2 separate regions of the Zea mays genome follow, and region 1 is linked to region 2. Evidence: chromatin contacts called from public Hi-C data. All regions are on one chromosome and are shown on one strand. Each heading gives the region's core, a stretch centred on a gene start, on an enhancer-like site or on the middle of the called end of the contact. The rest is flanking DNA. Distances are from core to core; before and after follow the strand shown. Region 1 holds the start of LOC103647127 (formin-like protein 5). Region 2 holds the start of LOC103647124.

Region 1 (5,116 bases), core at 506-3,005, 270 kb after region 2:
GACCCCGCCGGCCTACCATCCGACGTTAATCCCCGCCTGCCTTCCGTCGTTAGTCCCCTGCTGGCTTACCCTCCGATGGCGGCGTGTTCTCTAGTAGGCACAACCCGTGAGCCTCGCTAGTGCTATCGTCGAACATGTAAAGGTCAACGTTCGTCACCGTCTAGACAAGCCTGATAGTGATGGCAAATGTTATAAATTCACTGAAATACATCTTGATGTTGTTTGGATGTTCTTTAATTATGACTAAAATGTAACAGTGATACCTCATCACTAAAAATTTACGACTTAGTCAATAATAACTTTAATTTATTTATATCTTATGCTTATAGATTTCTCAAATGTTAAAATAGTGTCAGTTTTATTTATTTTGAATGATGTCATCTTATTAAATTGAAGATATCATCTTGAGTAATATGACCAGGAATGTGACTATATTCAATTCATCCTTCATCACAAAACAAACAAGAGATAGTGTAGCTCTAACTTACTTTAACCCTGTAATCAAACAAGAAACTAGGTTCAATATATCACTAAAACCAAACAAAAAATGAATCCAACTCGGCAAAAAAAATTGGGTCGTTCCGAAACAAACACATGCCTCGCGTATTGCATCTCTCCCAATTCCGTCCACGCGCCCCCAGGTTCCTCGTTTTTGTTTTCCGTGCAGCAAGGCTCAAGAGTTTTTGTTTTCGATGCGTTGAGGCGCTCGTTCATTTTTTTTGTGCGCAACAAGGCCAGCCCAATAAAACAAAGACAAGCAAAAAGATAGGGGTGGATAACGAGCTAGCTTAGCTCGACTCGTCCGAGTTCGAGCTGGCTCATTAAGCTAACGAGTCAGTTTGACTCGGTTCGTTAAGGTAACGAGCCACAGAGTCAGCTTAGCTCGGCTCGTTTACAAGCTGGAGCTGACTCGTTTAACTCGCGAGCAGAGCAAAAAAATAATATATACATAATTTAAACTAATTTAACAATAAAAAATAGTAGTTATACTCATAATTTCACAAACCACATCAATGTAACACCAAATTAGCATAATTCATGACTTATTAATTCACAATTCACATACATGTTCATCAGTTTAACCCATAATTATATTTGTATAGACCAAATTAACACATAGACATAGTTTATTAATCATTAGTTTAATTTATAGGCCATAGATATCTCACATATATATAACATGTTCATCAATTATTCTGTAAATGATATGCATATAGTTTCATTTTACTGGAATATGGTAGCTAGTTTAGCTCGAGAGCTGGTTCGTTAACGAACTGAGCTATGATGTCAGCTCAGCTCGTGAAAAAATTCAAACGAGCTGATTCGAGTCGAGTCGAACTGACCATGAGCCAAATAAACCAGCGAGGCACTAGCATTTCGTCCGACACTAAAAAAGCCATGGGAGTAATAGCATCTGTTTTTTGATCGATTTTTTTAATTTCCACTCTTTGTTTAGAGGAATTATTGGATTACACACCAGGTTCAACTTCTAAAACTTTTTAGCCTAACCTAAATAAGGGAAAATATCCTATGCAATCATTTATCCTGGTGCAAGCATGCAATCAAGCGATCTGGTGCATCCGATCTAGATCTAATGATGACTGTTATTTTATATTTAACCCCTTCCACCTAAAACATAGTACCTATTTTATTTTTAACCCCTTCCATATGAAACCGTTAGATCTAGATTGGATGCTCTGGATAGTTTGATTGCACGTTTGCACCAAAATGAGTGATTGCACAGGATATGTCCTCCCTAAATAATCAGTTTTAGGGGAACTTCTTTAACATCCTTTCGTAAGACTACACCAAAACCAGCAGCACGCCGACACGCCGCCGCGCCGCGCCGCCATTCTCCCATCCGCCCCCGTGCCCCCGCCGCCCTTCCCTAACCTCGCCGCGGAAGACGTCGCGCCGTGCGTAGCTAGCAGTTCCCCGTCGCACGCGCGTCGGATAAGAATTGGTTTTGGCTCTTCGTCTCCCCCCATCCTTGGGTCCTTCCCCTCCCACTCCCTCTTCGCCTCGTCCGCGGCAGTAGGCTCAAGCTTAGGAACTCGCTACCGAGGTGTGCACCCCCAACTCCGAGTTCCAATCTCCTTGATTTTTTATTAGCAAAATTAGCTCGAGTTGCTTTCGCAGGATCATAAATTTCTCTAGGGATTTGGCATATCCGCGAGTGAGCAGAATTAGTTGGAGGCTTCGTGATGGCGGGCGCGAAGGCGGATGTAGACGCAGAAACAGGAGATGGCAGCGGGGTCGGCAGTGGCGGCGGCGGCCTCTTTAGCGAGCAGATGCTGATTGATAAGCTCAACAGGCTCAACAACTCAGCCACTAGCATTGAGAGTATCCTTTCTCCCGTGTCTACTTTCCTGCACGGCCGCTTGCAAATTTGGTAGCATAGGGTGTTGCTGTCTGTTTCCTCTTGATTAAGTCTAAAGCCCTAACTTGTAAATTGCAGTGTCTATGAGTAGAACTGGCTAGGAGATCTAAGTATAACCGTCTTGTTCTGTTATGCACAGTGCTTATCATGTTGTTAGTTTGGACGCACACACATATAAGAATTACAAATCAGCTTGTGCAGTGTATCAGTATTACAGTATGTTTCATATCACTCTACTTCCTGACAATTCTCTTGATTGTTGATTCTAGAGTCTTTCTTGTGTAGTACATTCGAGAAAGGCTCTAAGTTTAGCCATGTCGTTCTAACTTTTAAACTGGTTCGCAATTATACTATAGTGACTACTAATAGATGCAATGTGCAGTCTTAGGAGTTCATGTTATCATTTTCCATTTCACAAAGGGAACAGCCTCAAAATACAATGAAATCCATCTTTATTGGGAAATGGAAACCAAACATTGCCAATAATGGCAACAAAAAACAAAGACGTTTAGTCCCTAGAAAGTTGAGGCAGGCCTCGAAATCCAACAGGAGCCACCAATAAAGAGGATAACGAAGTAAAGAGAAAAGAGGCATTAATGATGGCAGTAACAGTAACAGTACTAACCTTAAGCCCTACTTTTGTAGTTTGAAGTAAAAGGTGAGTGCAGTATTAGCATGCCACGTGTTGCTCTATATGAATCGATAGAAAAGGAGAATCCTATGATTGTTTCAGTATCATTGTGCATGCTTCTGTGTGAGGAATCCATGCCATATGTTATATACAACTCCATCTGTATGCAAGTTGCTGTGATGAGATATACTGTGTCTGCATATATTGCTGTATGTCATACTAACCATTGGTACCCTTTAGAACAAAATAACCTCACCCCTCATTAACTTTCCATGCTTACACTCAACTTAATCTGGTATTCTGGTGTCCACTGTTGAAGTGTATAAGTGCATTGCCTACCTTTTTCTGAGAGCTTAAGCTTTTGAATTGAACAACTGGTCGGTGCATGTAATTTTACATGGTATCAAAACCATATATCCCTAGTTCGAATCCTGGTATAGGCAACAAGTCCTTCGCCCCCTTTATTCCACGTTTGCACATCTCAGGTGAGTGGGGGTGTTGAAGTATATGCATTGTTCAGTGTTCACCTCTTCCTGAGTGTTTATGCTTTGGGGTTGAACTGGTCGGTGCAGGCAACTTAACATCCACCACTAAATGACTAAATCATTAGTTTTAGTGGCCAATGCTGCTATTTCTATGGACCACTTTTAAGTGGGAGCCTAGATGGTAGAAACTTTAAAGTTTACAAACACAGAAACTTTAGTAACCTAGGAACTGTGTTTCCCCTTTTCTTCATGGTTGTGCTTTCAATTAGGAAGGTCTGGTGTAGTGGTGAGAGCTGCCTCATTGAGTTACTAGGTCGTGGGTTCAAAGGCCATATTTGCAAGGTGAAGGCTTGCCTCGGTTTATTCCTTCTTCAGACCGCACTTATGTGGGAGCCTCTGGCAACGGGTCTGCCCGTCGTGCTCTCAATTTTGTGGTGTGTGTGTGTGTGTATATATATATATCTTGTATGCTTTAAGTATGTCTTTCTACTATATAGTTTGATTTAATCTAGGTTCCTTGAATAATTGAATGACCATATAGTCTATTTATTTCCATACTTCCTGTTTGTTAATGATGTTAATTTTTTATCCAAATCCCATATTTTTTTACTTATGTAAGCTTGCATATAGAGATTGCATAGTGGTTCTTTTTACGTTCCTTAATTCTTATGCAGCACTTTCACAATGGTGCATTTTTCACCGCAAGAGGGCCAAAAGGGTTGTAGATACATGGGAAAAACAGTTTACTAGTTCAAGGGAGGAGAAGAAAATACCATTCCTCTATCTATCAAATGATATCCTGCAAAACAGTAAACGCAAGGGGGCAGACTATGTGGATGAGTTCTGGAGGGTTCTACCTAGATCCCTGAAGCATGTTTATGAAAATGGGGGAGAGGAAGGGAGGAAGCAGGTGGCGAGATTGGTAAATTTAATCTTTTTTCACTGTTACGTGATTAATTCTTTGCATTTGAGAAACAACTTTATTCTAGAATTGTCCTAGAACTTTTTCCAACAATGCAGGATGATCTGTACCATCATGCTACTATAGTACCATTGGATTAGTGACCATTCTTAGTTTATTTGTAGCAAACTCTTGGAGTCATATGCTTTTGCTGCTTTATGTTATGCAATCATCATTATTTCTCCCTTGGTACACTTATCTTGATTCCATATATTTGTTTGCTTTGATGTTTTTTGAGACATGATCATAATCATAGTTTTCTTATATCTTCGTCAATACTCTGTTAGGAATATTCCTAGACATAGCATTACTAGATTAATTATCAAATAACTGATGGAATTTAGATTAGTTACGAAATAACTGATGGAATTTAGATTAGTTAGAGCATCTCCAATAAGGGCCCTAAACAAGATTGTATTTTGAAATATAGGGCTTAGTGTGGGAAACCCTAACCCTAGCTCAGGGTTGGGAGTTATATTAGTAGACTCAGGTTATTGGGCCTAGCCCATTACACAAGGGTAAAAATGTAATTACAAGGGGCTAACCCCAAAACCCTAAATGGGTACTCTAACACCCGCAATCTCAACTCTATACTGTACAAATGTTGAGACTGGATCGAAAATTGGTGAATACACTCGACGGTAGCCCCTTGGTGATGT
Region 2 (4,617 bases), core at 366-2,865:
TATGATCTGACAGGGTTAGGCTTAAGGTGACTGATTCTGCATAAGGTGACTGATTCTGCATGAAGCCAAAGTTTCAGATGACAAATATCCACGGTTAGGCTTAGGGCCGTCTCAGCCAGCTTTCATATGTCATCTTTTAACTTTTATCATAATTCTATTTCAAACTTTATTATGTAAACAATGTTAAACAGTTTCAGCTACAGTTACATATTTTCTAATTTACACAACCCACCAAAGACAGACTAAGCATTGACCGTCTGACTCTGTCTAACCCGCTCGAGAGAGAAAAAAACACCAGACCAATACAGACAAGTGCGAGATATAGCTTTTGACCCGTAATAATCCACCGACTAAACATGAACCATAATTTTTGACCTAAAACATAAAAAAAACCGAATCCGACACTTAAAAACTCGATAGATCCAATAAGGAGGCACATGTTAATCCAACCCTATCTTACACTGGACACGGGTCGTCCCAAACAAATTATGAACTGACCTAGCGTTGCTTCAATTGGTCTTTGAGCTGGATTCCTGTGTTTGGATTTGGATGTGTCCGTCCATTCTCCATTCCCACGTCTAGGTCTAGCGCTGCGCAGATAGACCATCTAGTTAGGATCGAAGAGGGTGTCGATGGCAAGCGGAGCTCTTGGCGATGTGCGCAAGTACACGGCGCTCTCTCTCCAGCAGCAAGCAAACTTTACTGCTGTGGTCAGGTCACATCACGTGGTAAAGAAACGGCACCTACTGCTGTTGACTACTCAATTTATAGGCTTGAAAAGAAAAAGGTAAAGTTTGATGTTGACGTAAATCAGGCATCATCTTTCGCCAGAAGAATTTCGATAGTTGTTCTTATAGACGAATCTTCATTAACCTACTGATCAGTTCGGAGTCCCAGAATTCGATTGCTAGAGCGTTGAGCAAAAGTCCCCGGCGGTGACCGGACCGTCCGCGGTTCGGACGGTTCGTCATAGCGACACAGATCGTCTACGTGTGCACAAAATCAGTTAGGGTTTTAGATTTCTTGTATGATTTGTTAGCTAAATCTACAGAGTTAACTCAATCGACTTGTAATAGTTCTAGACCTTCCCTTTATATAGATGTGTTACGGCCGATTAAACCCTCCACAAACGATCCAATGAACTATACTGCTCGTTTTTACCTTATGCAGTTGCACTAGTTTAGTCTTCCTATACCTCGAATATTCAGGTCTTTTTGGCTCTACGTCGTTTAGAGACGTCTTGGATTACCTGTCAACACCAAAATACATGCTAGGATCTCTTCTTCCCCGACAGATTCCTCCCGGAATACGAGATCTAGGTCCAGACGTGGACTGCCCCAAGAGGAGCTGCTCCTGCGCGCAGGTCACGAACCGTCCGACCTTGTGTATGTCTTCTCAGAGAGCATCACCAGATGATTCGTTCCCATGCCAGCATAGAGAGTATAATAGCTCCAATTTTGAAAAAAAAAGGAAGGAAGGAAAAATCCCAGCCTGTAAGAGGCAGGCAGTGCGCGTCATTGTACTGCCATCGACCAACTGGTTGAAGTTTCTTTTTCTTTTCGCTTTTCCTTTTCACCGGCTGTCTGTACTATGACGCAAATAAAAAATGTTTTGTTGGTGCTGAAGGTAAAAACAGGTCGATGGCTGCCATAGATTTCAGTGAGCAGTCCTGCACAGTTCTCAAGGCTGCACTGTATGGTCCCAGCAGCTGGGTTGTTGTAGTAAACTGCAGAGGTCAGAAACGAGCCGCGGCCAACGAGGGGAGCACGACAGTCAGACAGCTACGACTAGGACTAGTAGGAGGGAGACTGGGAGGATAGTTCTGCAATGGCTTGGCTGGCTGGCTGATGCCATGATTGCTCCTGCGCAACTTTCCGGCCGCCCGCAGGCCGCAGGCATCGCCGCGCATCAAGGTCAGGGTCGCCGCTGCCTTTCCGTGCCGGCCGACCAAAGCGTTTCATTTGTGCCGGTGGCGTGGTGTCGCACTGTCGCTGCTGCCTCTACCTCCGAAGCAAGGAATCCTAGCAGAGGAAAAAGCAGAGACACGCTGCACTGCGGCTCCGTGCTGTTTGCTTCGCTTTATTCCCCTTCCTTGTTCCAGCACCAGCTCTCCTCTCCCCTGTCACTCTCCATCCGGCCATCCCGCCGCCCACCCTTTCCCCCATCCGCCGAACCCTTCGCCTGCTGCGTCCGTCTGGTCCGAGGCGTTTCCGTTCCTGACGCCAAGAACGAGCTCTTCTACGTACGCCTGCACGCTGAGGTGGTTTCTTTGCTCCTGCCTGCCACCGTCGTCGATTCTTCTTCTTATTCTTTTCCCCTTGGTCCGTAGCCATTGTTGGTTGGTGTCATATACTTTCATGCTTCGTGTCCTCCTGCTCCTTCCATTCCTCTCCTTCCCGTAGCCATTGTTGGTCCTTTTACCTGTTATATATTGGTAGTGCCATCTTCTTGCTGCTACTTCTCTTTCCCCTCATCTCATTTGTCCTGATCTTGTGTCGACTTTTCTGTTCCCAGTTTAGATCTCCGCGTCCGCAGGCAGGGCCGAATCCAGTTGAAGGCAGGCGGCGAAGAGCCAAAGATGGGACTCGACGCAACCAACGCCCTGCTGCACATCAAGAGCGCGTTGCGTTCTTCCGCCAGGCTTGCCTGCCAGTCCGCGTCCGAGTACCCCGTGGCGCTCGGCGTCGGCACGCTGCTGCTGTTCCTGCACAGGCTCTGCCCTGCCCTGCTCGCTCTCCTCCTGTCCTCGTCGCCGGTGTTCCTGCTAACCGCGCTTCTGCTCGGGGCGCTGCTGAGCTACGGGGAGCCAGGTGACGGCGCTCCAGCGACCGGAGACGGAGAGGGCCCGTCCCCCCCTGATGCTGTGGCTGTGGCTGTGGCTGTGGCTGTGGCTGTATCCACACCATCCGTTGCTGAGTCTTGTCCAGCAGTTGCCGTGGAGGTTCAGCGTGTCGCCGCCGTCGCCCACATGCCAAGGAGTTCTTCTGCGAGCCCCGTTGTCCGCGCCGAGGAAACAACGTCCGGTACCACCTTCTTCCATGAAGCCCACCGTGACGAGGGCAGTATCGTCGCATCTGTCTCTGCTGACGACGCTCTTCGCCGCGCGGAAGTTGTTGTTGTGGAAAGAGAGGAGCAGCCGGCCACCAAGGAAATCTGCGAGAATGTTCAGCTGCGGCAGTTTCGGAGCAGCGCTGGTGAAGGTGTTCCGATCGAAGTGGACAGCAAAGCTTCTGGAGCTGTTTCGCTTGATGCTCGGTGGGTGGCTATGGAGTCTTCTAGCTTTCACAGGGACAACGGTGCCATCGCTGAAGGAGAGGGAGAGGAGGATGAGCATGTTAAGGAGATATGCCAGCAGGCTGAGAGCGCCGTCGCAGGGAGGTGTGGTGGCTATGGAGTTTGCAGCCAGTATCAGTTCGGTGAGCTCATGAGCTCGTGTTGGCAACCTGTTACGCGGCAGGATCCTTGTTCCGAGTCCGAGTCGGATTCTAGTGAAAGCTCTTCGGATGCGTCGATCAGTGACATCATACCGATGCTCGACGAGCTGAACCCGCCTGTGGACTTGGGTGCTGGCCACCCTTCCTCAGCCTTCAGAGAGAAGTTGAGCGCCGGCTCATCGGATGATGAAGATGGCTCGGAGGAGGACAATAACCTTAGCTCAGATGAAGATGGAGAAGAGGAAGAGGAGGAGGAAGAGAAAGGTGATGGAAACAACTGGAAGGGCTCTGTGGATCCAAACTCTCTGGAAGCTGAAGAAAAGAACGGGAGCTCGGAGAGTCTGATGGCGCGGCGAAGAGCAAAGAACGCTCTCGTGTTCGATCTCGACAGGAGGCTAATGGACCTGCAGGCAGCTGATGCAGTCTCGAAAATGGAGGCGGCGTCACGCTTCCGCGTCCAGGTGCCCTCCATCTCCACACCGAGGCGGCCTGGCCCTTCAGACGATCCAGCAGAGGGGGACACAGTGGAGCTGCCGCAGATCCCTGGCTCGGCGCCGCCGTCCGTTCTGCTTCCACGGAGGAAACCATCCGATGATGCTCCGTTCGACGACCAGATCGTGGACCGCGACAGGCGTCTGCAGGAGACCTGGACTCCTCCTCGCTCAGGCTTTCCATCATCAGCACAGGGTAGTAGGACACCTGACACTGGCAGCTTGTTCGTGAGGCCGTCTTCTTCTCCGCGACATGGCAGTGGCGTGGTAGAAGTAGAAGCAGAGGAGCCTGGATTGTCCGGTGCCAAAGATGCCGCTGACGACCACTCGGAGTCGGAGAGCGGTTCCGAGGAGGAACCGCCGCTTCCGCTTGGCAGCAATGGCAGGCTATTCGGCTCGCTGGAACCGCGTATTGGCGACGAGATCAGAATTCTGGGCGCGGCGGTCTCAGACGTGTGCGTGCTAGAACTAGAAGCAAATCTGGGAAGAAGTAATGGAGGCAGCGCTGGTTCCATCGACGCCGCAGATTCCTCTCATGTCCAAAAGCCCGTGTCGAGCAGCGGGTCGGATGATGCGGACGATTCAGCTTCCGCAGGTAATATGGGGTCGGGTTTTCTTTTCTTTATTTTTTTATTTGATATCGATTCTAGCTACGCGGGTCGTGTCTCGTGTGTCTGCAATGTTTTTACTCA

What was found. Hi-C and Micro-C count contacts between places; a contact is called where the count stands out from the background.
Region 1: a contact with region 2 is called in a Hi-C map of leaf, with 2.2 times the contacts expected there. The contact joins the promoter of LOC103647127 here to the promoter of LOC103647124 in region 2. A contact is called at or near these places in 2 of 25 Hi-C or Micro-C datasets (ear and leaf).

What each region holds. Positions count from the first base shown.
Region 1 is chr2:153,485,440-153,490,555 of Zm-B73-REFERENCE-NAM-5.0, forward strand. It overlaps LOC103647127 (formin-like protein 5), which reads left to right and starts at 1,756. Exons shown (of 8, transcript XM_035965368.1): 1 at 1,756-2,065; 2 at 2,185-2,343; 3 at 4,171-4,418. The coding sequence starts at 2,205.
Region 2 is chr2:153,213,002-153,217,618 of Zm-B73-REFERENCE-NAM-5.0, forward strand. It overlaps LOC103647124, which reads left to right and starts at 1,616. Exons shown (of 3, transcript XM_008671683.3): 1 at 1,616-2,260; 2 at 2,515-4,520. The coding sequence starts at 2,579.